Linked DNA regions of Culex pipiens: region 2 is linked to region 1. The links are chromatin contacts, called in public Hi-C maps. All regions are on one chromosome and are shown on one strand. The core of a region is the stretch at or near the end of the contact, and the rest is flanking DNA. Distances in the headings are between cores, read along the strand shown.

Region 1 (7,802 bases), core at 1,445-3,944:
CTTTGATGTGCAGTGATAATATCGAAGTAAGATTATCCAATATTAATTGGCAGGTACCATTCATTGTTATTGATAATTCGTCGCTAACATTTCAAAACGTGTCATAAACATAGGTTTTGGGTGAGACATAACGATTTTGAAATGTTAGCAACGAATCATGCCAATCTCGATTTCAACCCTCTTCTTAAGATGTTTTGACTTGGAATACCTTAATAGCTCGACGCCATCGACTTTTTTTTTATTCTTTACAAAATAAATTATAGATCGATCACAATACTTGCCACTCCTTGGTATTATTTTGGGAACAGTAAATTGGTTCCGCTTTCACAGTTCTAAATTGAGGCCGCTTTGCGGACAACTATTCTGCACCCAGATTATGACTTAAAACATGCAATTAAGTGTTTGACAATTTGGCTATCACTAACCAGGTGGCTCTTTCTCCCGAAAATGGCATGCAATATTACGTGGAAGAGCAACTGAAGTTAAGAAAAGTAAGTTGGTGTGTCTTGGCTAGCGTATAACAGTTGGATGTTAAGCGTTAGTCTTAAGGGTAAGCTAGTGGTAGCTGATAATTATTAGAAGAATAAGAAAACAAATCACATATGTGTGTGTGTGTGTGTGTTTGTGTTTGAATGCGTTTGTTTTAGTTTTACAAACAGTCTTATTTTGCTTATTAAATCCATCTGAAGACAATCCAGAAATTAAAAGTGAGAGTGTGTGCGTGCAACATGGAGTTACACTTTTCGATGTGCCATGGGAACCTTCACAGCAACTGCACAGAAAGTTTAACTCCATGTTGCACTAGGGTGTAATATCAAAATCGATTTTCCAGCACACCAATTTTCCATATAATTTTTTTGAATTTAATATTTAAAAAATCCAAGTTTCACGCTTACCAAAACGTGTTCCGATTGCCTCAAAATGCTCAAATAAAAAGTAGCAAACAACTTGCCGGTCTAACACCAGCCGATCCGAATCAGGCACCTTGAGTATTATGTCAAGTTTACAGAACGTTGCGGTGATGGTATTGCTCGTCCACAAGACATCGTGGAATTCGACGTAAAACTGTAAGCGGAGGTTATTTTCGGGTCCAACAAGGAGCTGTTAAAGTACACCAATTTGTATTATTTGATTCAAAGGTTGAGAATTCGATAAGATCTGATCATTATAATCACTTCCAACTACGCTTCGAACCTGATACTGTCCCCTGTTCTTCTAATGTTCTGTGAGCAGTAGAGTCGAGACAATTGAATCACCGCGAAGATCTAGCCGATCGAAGAAGATGACGTAATAGCAAATAACTTTGTGTTGGATTCCAGGACACACTGGAATAACCGACAATGAAAAGTTAGACTACTTATCTGGCCTAGCAGGTGACACCGATTTGGAGACGAATCAAGGAATCCCGAAGACTCACTGACTACAAGTCTTCTTCGTATAGAACAGGGTACACACAGGTCACCTGGATGAAGGATCCATGAGGGGCTTTGTTCCCGTTCCCTTGGCGTACAGTTTTCTGACGGTCCAGCGTGTGAGGTGCTGAATTTGTAGAAGTAGCAAATCATCGGCGATTCTTCGAGGGGTCCACCATAGAGACACTCAGTTCCGGATGTTGGGATGGGTACTCAACTTAGCGACGGTTATGCTGAGACCTTATTCAATTATCATTAGTAAAATAATGAAATATTCAAGAACTCCTAAGTATCTCTAAGTACAAATATGCATTTTGGCTGACGAATATTGAGCATTGAAGTCCGTGAAAGAAATAAACAAGTACACAAATAACTCAGTAACAGCAACAGTAATTTCAGTTTAGTTTTTTGGACAAGACACTGCATTTTATACTGTAGAAGTAAGAAAGTAATCAACTAGTTCTGCAACAATGTTTCCTGCAATAAAAATTCATCACTGAAAGGGGAAGGCTACAAAATTTGTATCATTTACACCATTTGAACTGCTCAGTACAAAAATCTCTCTTTATTTTCTCTTTCTTAATTTCCAATCAAATTTCCCACAAACCATTGTTAGAGCCAGCGTTTCCTTCAAAAAACCATCCTGGTAATACACGATCCGATCATTTTGCTCCCTACTAAAACCACTCTAATCCTTCTTGATGCTGGCCTTGATCAGTTGCAGGTTGTTGGTCTGGAAGCACTTGAAGCCCCGGAAGGCCCAGTGGCACGAGTTGTCGTCGGTGTTCTTGTCCACGCACTTCAGGATCTCCGCACGAACCTCGTCGGCATCACGGCCATGGGCCAGCTGCAGGACCAGGTTGTCCACGATCGGTCCGTTGTTATCGTCGAACAGCTCCATCTTGTTGAAGATACACTTGATGTAGCACTGGGTCGTGTCGTCCTCTGGGAAGTCCCACTTGCGGTACTTGGCCACCAGCTCGTCCGAGATGGATAGCGAGGACACACACTCCGAGCGGTACGTCTGCAGATCGTCCGTGGTCTTCACGGTAAAGTCAGCGGCGGCCTGTAGACGGAAGAATTAAAAAAAAGTTCCAAATTACTCCAGAACGATCTCCCGAAACCTTAACAGCAGCTGCTTACCACGGCGATCAGGGCAAAAATGGCGATAAACAGCTTCATCTTAGACGGGACGGCTTGAACGACTTCGATGGTGCGGGAAAAACTGGAACTGATGTTCTGTTTGGTCAGAATTGGCCGCTTTTATACCGACTGATAATGGGCCCCCACAGCGGACGGTTTTGATTGGTGGGGCCATGCATCGCATCACATTACACCTTTTGTGATGGAGTCGAGGAGGTTACTTTTGATCAGTAAATATTGTGGCTATAGCGGCGCGCAAGCGAGGATCGGCCAGCAGTCCCGCATACGGGTCAAAAATCTCCGGGATGAGGTAGTGGTGTTCAAGAATTAGATGGGTTAATATCATGGAAAAAAATAATCTATATTGTGTTTATTGTGTTATTCTTTATCACATATCCATATTTTGTTGTCGTCATTTATTAATTTGAAATTTTGAAATTTAGTTTCATGTTGTATTTTTACTGCCCAAATATAATTAATTTGATTGTTCACTTATTCGAATGAGTCCGATTGGTGTTTTGGTTGTTGTTTTCTTTAAAATGTACCTTATCTTTTGTTTTAAAAGAAAAATAAATAAAAATAAGTTGAACTTTCATGAAGGTAAAAGGGATTTAAATGCTCCTTGAGAGTAAGTTGGAAAAAGAACATGTTAAACAGGAGTTTAACATGTTCTTTTTCCATCTTACTCTCAACCCGTAAAAAAATCTAAAAAAAAACTTTTCATACGCAAAATTACACGTGTAGACAACTTCAGTAGTATTGATATTTTAAGGTTTATTTTTTTAAGTAAAATCCATAAAAAAAAAATTGTCTAAGAGGTAAAGTAATGTTTATGTTGAAAAAACTGCTCAAAGCAATTTATTAAGAACACGAAAAATTATAATAATGTATTGCAGTCATAAAAGGCTTCTTGAAATATTTTATTCACCTCCGTGTACGCACGAGAGCAAGCAGCAGTGAAGTGCTCAGTGCTCTATCGTTTTTTCGGATTTCTTCGCTGTAATTGATTGTGATCACCTGCGAGTTTTTTCGAATTTTGCCTTTCTTACTAAAGAAAGGTATAGGTTTTACTTTAAGGCTGGACGTCATTTTCACCTTCGTAAATATGTCGATTCAGCATGAATTTTCTTCGGAAAAATCGTCAAAAAATCACACTGCATCGATTTTAGACGCTCTATCGATTCACCTTGACAGAACTCGCCTATCTCCAACACTCGAATTTTGAAAAAATAAATTCCGTGGAGTTCGAGTGATGTCCGTGTGTGGTAATTTTTTTGCCAAATTTTGTGTCGCGTAATCCTCGGCTCCCCTATTTTCGATTTTGATTGTTGCAAGTGCATTTGAAAGCTGGTGTGCTGAACAAGGGTCATTTTGAGACCGAATTTCGAAATATCCATCTGTTTTCGGATGCGGCCAGACTTTTCAACAAAATACACAGTTTTCAAATGAAAATATGGTCAAAATTTTTCATTTTCATATCTTTTATTTATCTCAAAAATTGCATTTTTCGAGCTCTACAACCTCCCAAATTTTCATCCAGATCCATAATCTGGTTCTGGAGTTAGAGCCGTTTGATTAACCTACCAAAAGAAAAAAAATCCCTAAAAAAAGGTAAAAGCCCACCTGGTGACCTTTGCCAACACTTTTCATTTCCGATTTTATCCGAAATTTCTTTCTACATTCATAGTACAGACCATGAGTGAGCATCTGAAACAAATTTGACATCTATCCGCAATCCGGATCAATTTTTAGAGCGATTTACTTTTTGCCTTTCTTACTAAAGAAAGGTATAGGTTTTACTTTAAGGCTGGACGTCATTTTCACCTTCGTAAATATGTCGATTCAGCATGAATTTTCTTCGGAAAAATCGTCAAAAAATCACACTGCATCGATTTTAGACGCTCTATCGATTCACCTTGACAGAACTCGCCTATCTCCAACACTCGAATTTTGAGAAAATAAATTCCGTGGAGTTCAAGTGATGTCCGTGTGTGGTAAATTTTTTGCCAAATTTTGTGTCGCGTAATCCTCGGCTCCCCTATTTTCGATTTTGATTGTTCCAAGTGCATTTGAAAGCTGGTGTGCTGAACAAGGGTCATTTTGAGACCGAATTTCGAAATATCCATCTGTTTTCGGATGCGGCCAGACTTTTCAACAAAATACACAGTTTTCAAATGAAAATATGGTCAAAATTTTTCATTTTCATATCTTTTATTTATCTCAAAAATTGCATTTTTCGAGCTCTACAACCTCCCAAATTTTCATCCAGATCCATAATCTGGTTCTGGAGTTAGAGCCGTTTGATTAACCTACCAAAAGAAAAAAAATCCCTAAAAAAAGGTAAAAGCCCACCTGGTGACCTTTGCCAACACTTTTCATTTCCGATTTTATCCGAAATTTCTTTCTACATTCATAGTACAGACCATGAGTGAGCATCTGAAACAAATTTGACATCTATCGGCAATCCGGATCAATTTTTAGAGCGATTTACTTTTTGCCTTTCTTACTAAAGAAAGGTATAGGTTTTACTTTAAGGCTGGACGTCATTTTCACCTTCGTAAATATGTCGATTCAGCATGAATTTTCTTCGGAAAAATCGTCAAAAAATCACACTGCATCGATTTTAGACGCTCTATCGATTCACCTTGACAGAACTCGCCTATCTCCAACACTCGAATTTTGAGAAAATAAATTCCGTGGAGTTCGAGTGATGTCCGTGTGTGGTAATTTTTTTGCCAAATTTTGTGTCGCGTAATCCTCGGCTCCCCTATTTTCGATTTTGATTGTTCCAAGTGCATTTGAAAGCTGGTGTGCTGAACAAGGGTCATTTTGAGACCGAATTTCGAAATATCCATCTGTTTTCGGATGCGGCCAGACTTTTCAACAAAATACACAGTTTTCAAATGAAAATATGGTCAAAATTTTTCATTTTCATATCTTTTATTTATCTCAAAAATTGCATTTTTCGAGCTCTACAACCTCCCAAATTTTCATCCAGATCCATAATCTGGTTCTGGAGTTAGAGCCGTTTGATTAACCTACCAAAAGAAAAAAAATCCCTAAAAAAAGGTAAAAGCCCACCTGGTGACCTTTGCCAACACTTTTCATTTCCGATTTTATCCGAAATTTCTTTCTACATTCATAGTACAGACCATGAGTGAGCATCTGAAACAAATTTGACATCTATCGGCAATCCGGATCAATTTTTAGAGCGATTTACTTTTTGCCTTTCTTACTAAAGAAAGGTATAGGTTTTACTTTAAGGCTGGACGTCATTTTCACCTTCGTAAATATGTCGATTCAGCATGAATTTTCTTCGGAAAAATCGTCAAAAAATCACACTGCATCGATTTTAGACGCTCTATCGATTCACCTTGACAGAACTCGCCTATCTCCAACCCTCGAATTTTGAGAAAATAAATTCCGTGGAGTTCGAGTGATGTCCGTGTGTGGTAAATTTTTTGCCAAATTTTGTGTCGCGTAATCCTCGGCTCCCCTATTTTCGATTTTGATTGTTCCAAGTGCATTTGAAAGCTGGTGTGCTGAACAAGGGTCATTTTGAGACCGAATTTCGAAATATCCATCTGTTTTCGGATGCGGCCAGACTTTTCAACAAAATACACAGTTTTCAAATGAAAATATGGTCAAAATTTTTCATTTTCATATCTTTTATTTATCTCAAAAATTGCATTTTTCGAGCTCTACAACCTCCCAAATTTTCATCCAGATCCATAATCTGGTTCTGGAGTTAGAGCCGTTTGATTAACCTACCAAAAGAAAAAAAATCCCTAAAAAAAGGTAAAAGCCCACCTGGTGACCTTTGCCAACACTTTTCATTTCCGATTTTATCCGAAATTTCTTTCTACATTCATAGTACAGACCATGAGTGAGCATCTGAAACAAATTTGACACCTATCGGCAATCCGGATCAATTTTTAGAGCGATTTACTTTTTGCCTTTCTTACTAAAGAAAGGTATAGGTTTTACTTTAAGGCTGGACGTCATTTTCACCTTCGTAAATATGTCGATTCAGCATGAATTTTCTTCGGAAAAATCGTCAAAAAATCACACTGCATCGATTTTAGACGCATCGTCGCCAAGTCGACAAGTTGTCAAGTTGAGCTTCTAATGCTGGCGCGTACTGCTGGCGCGTCTTGTTATTGGGATCCAATATACTCTTATATGTGTTGGGTGCCCTATCGATTTTCATTTGCTACTATAGATATCGTATATTTTTCGGCTCTTTAGTATTAGCATTATATGCATAACTGTCCAGTATTTTTTTTTGAAACCTGCGACATGAGACCATTATGCAATTTAAATTCTGTCATTTATTTTTGTTGTGTGGTGGTCTAGAGGTTTGTGTCCTAACTAATATTTTATCTAGATCAGAGGCATAAGATTTAAATCTTGAGAAACATTGAGGTGAATTTGAAAGAGCTTTTAGAGAGTGGGGATCTTTTTAGAAAGAGGGGATCTTCTTCGAAAGTTCTTGGCTTGCTTCTTGTTGTTGGGAGAAAAAGGAAAGCTTTGATCGCAAGCGAGCGAGGGAGAGAACTTATATTCCTTTCCTCTCCACACTCGCGCTCACCGCACACGGCGCCTTGTGCTAAAGAGGCGATGGTGTAGAGGTATAACTTCAAGCGTTGTGTTGTTGTTTTTTTTTCGTTGCCAACTAGTGCTTCTTCTCGCTCGCGGGCAAAAAATCGCTGGCAACAGTGTCTGCGGCACATTCTGAAATGCCGCGCGGCGTGTACCTTTGAAAAAAACGGACAATACCAACACACAAAAGGGCTCGTACCAAAGCTAAAAAAAACGAAACCGCGGTGTGCGTTGTCACTGGCGCATGGGAAGCTTGCTATGATCGCGTTTGTCATAAACGCTTGTTTGATTACAAACTTACAAACATATTGTACGATTGAAAATATTCTTTTTGTGAAAATTGCGTTTTTTATTTCCTTTGGAAATCATATCATTTATAATACATTGCTTTCATCATAAGACTTTCTTTTGTGCTGACGTTATAAATAAACAAAGTCGATGTTATGAATTGAAAAAAGTTCTACCATTGTTATATTCTTTAGTAAGAAAGGCTCTATCTCACCCCAGGTGGGATTAAATCGGGTTTTTTCGCCGTATTTGATTGTGATTACCCGCGAGTTTGCTTCTCCAGCATGCCAAAGGCCGGCCGTGGCCGTGGCAGTTCGAGTGCGGCCTCGAAAAACCCGCGAAGTTCGTCTACCGGCC
Region 2 (7,802 bases), core at 3,487-5,986, 130 kb before region 1:
TTCGTTGTTCAAGAATGACAGGAAAAGTAAGTAGTTTCACGGCGGAATTGCAAAAAAATATTCAAATGGCTTTATAATTACTACCAATGTTTTTTGCTATCGTCTAAGTTGCCTAATTCAACTTTTGATTGCTATTGAAAATTTAAGTTAGTTAAGAAGTTTAACCTTCAAATTTATCATACTGTTGAACAGTTTTCTTGACCAATGCAAAAGTTTTTTTAAGGATAGGACAGAACATTTTACTTACTAAACTTCTTTTTTACTTACTTAAAAAACTACTTTTTAAAATAATTTCTTGATGAATTTAGTACTACAGTTAACTTGTTTTATGTGGCTTGTCAAGTAAATTATTTAGCTGTTAACTTATGCCATGCTTTCAGGTAACTACGCTTCTTTCATTCAGTTTTTTGCTCTGAAAATTTTGAGCTTTTCAGTTGTAAACAACTGATTTATTTCATAGCCAGCAAATTTTTAAAATATGTTTACATATCGATAAACTTATAATTGTGGTCAATTCGGTCAAAATGTAGATTTTTAAACCTGATATAGCAATTTTCCAGGAAAACTAGAAATAGATTTCATCTGTTTTTTTTTTGTGATTTTGCTGAAACTTGTTGAGGGGCTATCCCATGACCAAAGAAGGAATTTTGTATCATCAGTTCGTCCATACAAGTCTCTGTACAACTTCGACAGCTGTCCATACAAACATGGTATGATAATATTAAACAAATCTTTCTTTATCCTCGGAGGAAATTTTGTAACGTTTAATCATGATTCGAAATTCGGACACTCAGTAGCAGGATAGACTGCTCGTTTTCAAATCCACATCATGATTTGAAACTCGGACACTTAGTGGCAGGATAGACTGCTCGTTTAAAAGGCCACATTTGCCCATTATTATTGTTTGCTTGATTTTTGCTATAGCTATCAGGATGTATTGCAGATTAAACAATCGTGCAACTTGTGGAAAGCGGAGACTTGGCTCTGACAGCTCCGAGAGTGTAGACGTGTGTGACGTGAGCGCTAAAGGCATCGTGCCTCGAGTTGTTTGACGGATGGAGGTGGAAGAGACCTCCGAGACGGATGATTTTCAACTCATCCCCGGAAATCGGAAGCGGAAGAAGACCCCTGAGATCACCGGAGCTGTCGTCGGAGAAGGAAAAGTGGAGCAGAATGTGCTCAATAACAACAAGTTCAGCCCGCTAGCGGAAAACGAAAACAACAACAATGCCAGCCCAGCAGGAGGAGGAGACGCCCCGGCGGTTTCACCACCCGGCCAGTCGGCAGGTAAACAAAAGCAACCACCTTTGGTGGTGAAGAGCACCACGGAGTTTTACAAGCTCGTGGCTATAGTGGAAAGTTGTAAATTTGGTTTCAACCCGTTTTACAAACTAACCCGATTTGGAACCAAGGTGACCTGCTTCTCTGTCTAAGATTTTGACAAGTTGCAAGAGCTCTTCAAGAAGAAGAAAGTGGAATTCTACACCCACGAACGGCGGAGCGAACGAAATCATCGGGTAGTTCTTCGTGGTTTACCTAATGAACTGAAACCGGACAAGGTCAAGTACCTGCTGAAGAGGGATCTCAAGCTGGACGCGCTGGAGGTGCATGTCATCAAGCGGAAGGAAAAGTCCGACGAAACACCGTACATTGTGGTCTTTCCCAAGGGATACACCAATCTGAAGAAGCTCTCTGCAATGAAAGTTGTGGCAAGCAATATCATCCGGTGGGAGGCCTACCGGAACAAGCGGCCGAACGTGACCCAGTGCAGGAACTGTTTGCAGCTGGGCCATGGGACCAGAAACTGCCACCTCAAGGGGAGGTGCAACAACTGTGGGGGTCCCCACAAGACGGACGAGTGCAAAGTCCAAGAAGCCGAGCCGAAGAGGTGTGCCAACTGCTCTGGAGCCCACGAAGCCACGGACCGCAGCTACCCCAAGCGTGCGAACTTTATCCAGAGGCGCCAGCAGGCGTCGAAACCGAAACCGCCGGCAAGGAAGGAGGAGAAGCAGAGTCCAGCAGTTCCGGCGTTTACGCCGGCGGAGTTCCCTCCGCTGCCGGGCGCAGTTCCGGACGGAAAATCGCCCTCGTCCCGCAGGAAGCAGCCAAGGTGGCCCCCGAGACGGTGGAGCCACAGAAAAGGAAGCCGGGGAGGTACTCTACAGTTCGGCTGAGCTGTGGGGGATTTTCTCCGAGTACATCGGCAGGTTCAAGACCTGCAAGACCCGCTTGGACCAAGTAACCCTCGTCAGTTACATGATATCCAAGTATGGAATTTAAGGAGTTTTCTTTTTTGTTTTTTTGTTATTATATATTGTTTTACTGATCCTCGGTCCCAACCTGGTCACAGCACTTAAAAGGACCTAATAAAAATAAGTTAAGAAAAAAAAACTTGTGGAAAGCTTTAAACAAAAGTGCACACCTTAAACTACAGCAGAAAAAAACTGTCTAAGACACACACCCTAGTTTGAAACTGTTCTAAAGTGTCCGAAAGCAACAAAGCTCAGTCGAGACACGCACCACTGTTGGCGAGCGGGTTTCAAACTAGGGTGTGTGTCTTGGATAGTTTTTTTCTGCTGTAGTTTGAAGTGTGCACTTTGTTGGAGAGCTTTTTACAACTTGCACGATTGTTGCAAAATCTCTGAAATCCGCAATCTTGGAGGCTTTTATAAAAAGTTCAATTTTTGAGTGATTTTATAGCCTTGCCTTAGTAAGGTGAGGAAGGCAAAAAGAGGTAATATTCAACCTATCAATTTTTCAACCTTCCAAAATTCCACTTTTCTTTCTGTGTGTATACAGTTAAATTAGGAGAATGCATGCAAAATATGCCTTTTCGGTAGAGTCTTAAAAATAAAGTGAAATGTTGTGCTTCGAATCTCGGACACTGATAAAAGCTGATTTATAATCCGGGCATTTGCTTTCGCGACCCCTTTGTTATATTTCACGTGTTTAGTAAACTCATATTTTAATTTAATTTAATTGTTTTGGCATTGACTATAGCCTCAAAATAAATTCGACATGAAAGTTAATGTGGTATTCATCAAATAACACAGTACCGTAATCTGGGGCAAATCGGGACTACAGTCTGAATAGGGACAGCAGTTTTTAGAGCACTTACAGCTTTTAAATTTGGAAATGGGTGTACACACTTTATTGGTCTAAGTCTGCTCTAACCGAAACCAACCAGAAAAATCAAAATATTTTGCTCCGACATGGTTAAAACTGCTGTCCCAATTCGCCCCATGTGTCCCGATTGAACCCAGTTTACGGTATTGACAGTTATTATGCGAATTTATATCCAAATATTTGATAAAGCAAGATGAGGTTTCCGGGTTTCGAAGCGCCCGGAAATTCTAAGCATGATAATCGGCAAAGTTGTAGGTTATGATGAGGACAATTGAAAAAAGTTATACTCAAAAAAAAAAACCCATTGTTATTAATATTTACGACAGAGGCGATATTTTGAAAAAAAAAAAAAATATTTTCGGAGGACTACAATATGTAACTTTTACATACATATATACAGTCTCCATTTTTTATCGAATGCTAAATTCAAGATTCGGTCGATTTTCTAAAGAATTTCACAGTATCGAAAATCATAAATTCCGATAACTATATTACCCAAACTCCAAGGTTCGATAAATGTTTTATTTGCCAAAATTTAATCAGCATCTTAGGATCCGCATCCAGGAACTTATCCCCCTGAACGCATGGCGGCTTCCCGTAAATGTGCTATCCTTCATAATATACTCCAGCACCTTGCTCCCCATTCGTCATCCGTCTTGAACTTCAATCTAGTTTTCAGATCCAGTTCCTCGGGCTTAGATCCGTATCCCTGTCACAGCACGACACCGCACACCGTTTCGAACGCCACCGGCTGCTGCCACCGATATCGAATCTTACCTTGATCTTCATGATTGTTGCGAAACGTCTGGGGTCCAGCTGCTCTGGTTCCTGCTACTAAGCTGCCACTTGCTGTACACACACGGAATGCTACCGCCGTGGTCACTCAGAGTAGGCGAAACGAGAAAACGGTGGTCTGTCTACGACCGGGCTACTGCGATTAAGCTGTTGAAGTGTTGGGCGTTTAGAACGCCTGATTAGTCCACACAAACACACGATCAACAACTGGAACAGTTTATTATTAGCTGCGCGTTGGCAAGATTTGCTCAGTCAGTCACTTGGGTTTTTATCACACCCTTAATTATCGTGAGACTTTCGAAAAAGTTTGTTTCAAATGTTCTCAGCGCATACACTTGCACTCGCTAAGTAGGCGTTAGCACTTGCTCACACGCACCCAAACCCTAACGTCGTTGTGTGGTAATCCGTCAATCCAAGTGACCGTTGACTAATCTGCTTCTGCTTCTCGGAACACTCGGAAGCTTGGGCGGCAGCAACTCTTGAATCGCAGCAGGCGGCCACCTTTGCACCACAAACACTCCAGCCCCAGCTGAACTTATCAGAGGTAACTACGATCACTAACGCTGACTGCCAACTGCCGACTTTGACGACTTTACTCCACCACGGTAAGTGCTCAAATGGGCCCGCAGAACGACTGTTTACCTTCTTTTATAATAAGTAACATAAACCTTTTTTTTTCTCAAACTCCTCCAGTGTTGTTTGGACGACGTGAGAGTTGCTGTCCGGCTTCGTCGGCGCGGGACTTGTGATGAGAGGAGAGAAATTTGCCTGTTGGTTGTGGTCTTTGGCAGCGTTGAGGTAGGACCTGGCGACTCTTGCCCGGAGGTTGCGAGCACGCGGTTCGTGACTTGATGCGAAATCCCGCGCCCGCGCTCACTCGGGGTTCGTCGCTGAATGTCGTGCGCGCGCTGAAAGAGTCGCTGAAAGGGAAGAGAGTTTTGACTGGGGAAACGGTTTCATTTTTCTTTTCTGGGTAGTTGAAGAAACTTTTTTTTACATGATGATAATTATTGTAAAAGTGAAAAAAATTTCAAGTCACTGTTTCACACTAGTCTGTCTGCTATGTTAAATCAAGGACCCGTGCTCTAACTATGTAACTTACTCACTCACTGTCTCACTCAAACTGACTCACAGATTCACTCACTCGCTTGCCCACTGACTAACTCATCTACTCACCCACTCACACGCTCACTGACTGGCTTATTACTCATTAGGCATAAAGTTTTTAAGGTTAAAACTCATTGAGCCTAAACGCATTATTTTTATACGGATGGTTCACCTTGTTGTCTTAGGAAAGATCGTTAGAGCCATAACGTTGATTTTAATTGATTTTATAGTTTTTTTTTGCCAGGGTCATTCCGGGGTATCAATATCCCCCAATTTGACGGTACTATTGGTTAAACCATATTTTCAGAAATAATTTGTGATAGACAGCAGCTTGCATTCACATCTTTAGAATTCATAACAACAAGAATTCGAATAAATTCTCATATCGAGACTAGTCCAACGAATAAAAAAAGACGTCAGGCTTTATATTGAACCTGTCAAACTGCGTACAGCCAGGCCACCGCGGCCATACGTTTCTTTGAAGTTAAAACAATCAATTTAAATGAGCCATGTCGAGGCAGCGAGAAACACAGCACCTTCCATGCAAACTAACGAGGAAAGGATCAAACCAATCTGGAGATGGGTTCAACACACGGTGGCAGTCAGTGGTGTGGTAAACCACATCAGAGTTAGAAGACAGAGAATTTCAACCGTCAGTCAGTCCAGTATCCATAGTCGGCTTAATAACCAATTTTGGTCACGTATTGTTTCATTCATAGACGACGCAAGTACATAGTGGGTTTGTGGTTTTGTTTATTGTTCACTTGTGACTAGGATTATTGAATTGTAGTTGTCTGTCATCAAGATCGGTCAAAACATTCTTTGTGGTTATTTACATGCGAATTATTGATTTAGAAACATAACATTCTGGAACCGTTATGTGTGCTGCGTATATGCATTCTAGTAGCCACGAGTTTTTTATTTGTTTTGTATTTAGATTCGAGAACATTGATTTTTGATATTTATGTGCATCTGCAGTCTTTTGTGCTAACTCGATAGTAATCCTAGCAAGCTTAGAAGAAGCAGAAGCCTTCGATTTATCCACACGAAAAACCAGTCCCAAAATCGTGAACATGCCTTCATTAAATTTGGAACCAAGAAAAAAGTGTTCTAAAACGTACCAATTTGAACACTTTGTTCGTAGTTTCGAATTTCACGAACGCTTGTTCACGGTTTTTGGAACTGATTTTTTTCCGTGTAACGAGCAATGGAGTACCCGCAGTCGAGCAGCTTTTGACAGTTCGCTCCATAAGATATACATTGTAGAAAAAAGCAAAAACTGCTCGAATGGAAGGCTCCATTGATAATGGAGCATTTCCATTCCTGCAGTTTTTGCTTTTTTTCTACAATGTATATCTTATGGAGCGAACTGTAAAAAACTGCTTGACTGCGGGTGCTCCATTTCAAGTTGCCTTGATCCTTGTTTTGAGAACAATCAATGTTTGACAGATCTTTACGCGCTGGACACCAACCGCCCTTTACGTCCAGCAAAACTGGCAGAGTTGCAAGCACAAAACATACGTTGCCAGTGCCGATTTATTTTTCATCCAATCTATTTCCCTTGACTATCTGTAGTGTTGAGTGCCTGTCACAACCCAGTGAGAAATGTTGAGCAGATGCAGGACGGTTTCACATGCATCGGGCCTACAAATCCAACTGAGTGTTGATAGGCAATCAGAACTTGGATCAAGTCAATTGAATATCATCAGGTGAATAAGGCAATTGGGTCCTAAAAATTTGGGATATTATTGTTATTTTTCTGATTTGCTTATTTGCTCCCTTTGAACGACTGCAATAAATTTAAAATGAATTTTAAATTCAATTTTTAAAAATTAACTTTACGGTTCTTCTTGACAGAAAAGGTCCTACTTGACAGCTCGTTCCAAGGGGACCATAGTTGATCCATTGTAAAAATGTTGTCTTGTCAATTTATTATTTTTATTTGCAGAAATACGAAAAAGCAGGGGGATGACAAAAGCCGCCATCTTGGGTGATTGAGATTAATAGCGCGCGCAAACTGCGCACAGTGAAAACAAACATATTTTTTTTATTAATAATTCAATTTTTGTTATACGAATTTCTGTAGTAAAAGTCAAATTACACAGTAGTTGAGTTAAACGTTATATGTGATAAAAGTACAACTTTAAATGAGGTCATCGGCCCGATGTGTGCTCAATAATCCAAACTTCAGTAGCTTATTTTGCAAAAAAATGATAAAAATCACCTCACATAACTATTAAACTTACATTGCGATAAAATTTTACATCAAAACAATAATTGGGTCCTAAAATGAAGCTTAGATTGCTGATATTATTGTTCAAAGCGATAAAGCTTATTTTTCTGAGTACAATGACCCTTTGTACGACCATAAAGAGCTTAAAATGGATTTTTAAATCAATTTTGAAAAATTAACCTCGCGGTCCTTCTTGACAGAAAAGCTCCTACTTGACAGCTCGTTCCAAGGGGACCATAGTTGATCCATCGAAAAAATGTTGTCTTGTCAAAAAAAAATTTTGCATTAAAATGAAAAAAGTGATCAGAAATGGTTTTTAATCGTGTTTTTTACCGTTGTACATAAAAATTGGCATAGAGCTTTAGTACCCAATTACTTTATTTCCATATTATGCCTGCAGTTTTTGTATTTTTTATAAAGTGCGCAGTTGCTTTCTTTTGGTTCCGTAACGAACAGCTGTTCTTTCGTGCTGGCGCCGTAATGGAGCACCCGCAGTCGAGCAGTTTTTGACAGTTCGCTCCATAAGAAAAAAGCAAAAACT

The links. Hi-C and Micro-C count contacts between places; a contact is called where the count stands out from the background.
Region 2: a contact with region 1 is called in a Hi-C map of embryo, with 8 times the contacts expected there. The contact joins the promoter of LOC120424519 here to the promoter of LOC120429008 in region 1. A contact is called at or near these places in 2 of 3 Hi-C or Micro-C datasets (embryo and whole pupa).

What each region holds. Positions count from the first base shown.
Region 1 is chr1:57,096,178-57,103,979 of TS_CPP_V2, reverse strand. LOC120429008 (general odorant-binding protein 99a-like) reads right to left here and starts at 2,694. Exons shown (of 2, transcript XM_039594146.2): 1 at 2,556-2,694; 2 at 1,956-2,478. The coding sequence starts at 2,594. The coding sequence ends at 2,101.
Region 2 is chr1:57,229,795-57,237,596 of TS_CPP_V2, reverse strand. LOC120424519 (sporozoite surface protein 2) reads right to left here and starts at 4,736. Exons shown (of 3, transcript XM_039588675.2): 1 at 3,904-4,736. The coding sequence starts at 3,915.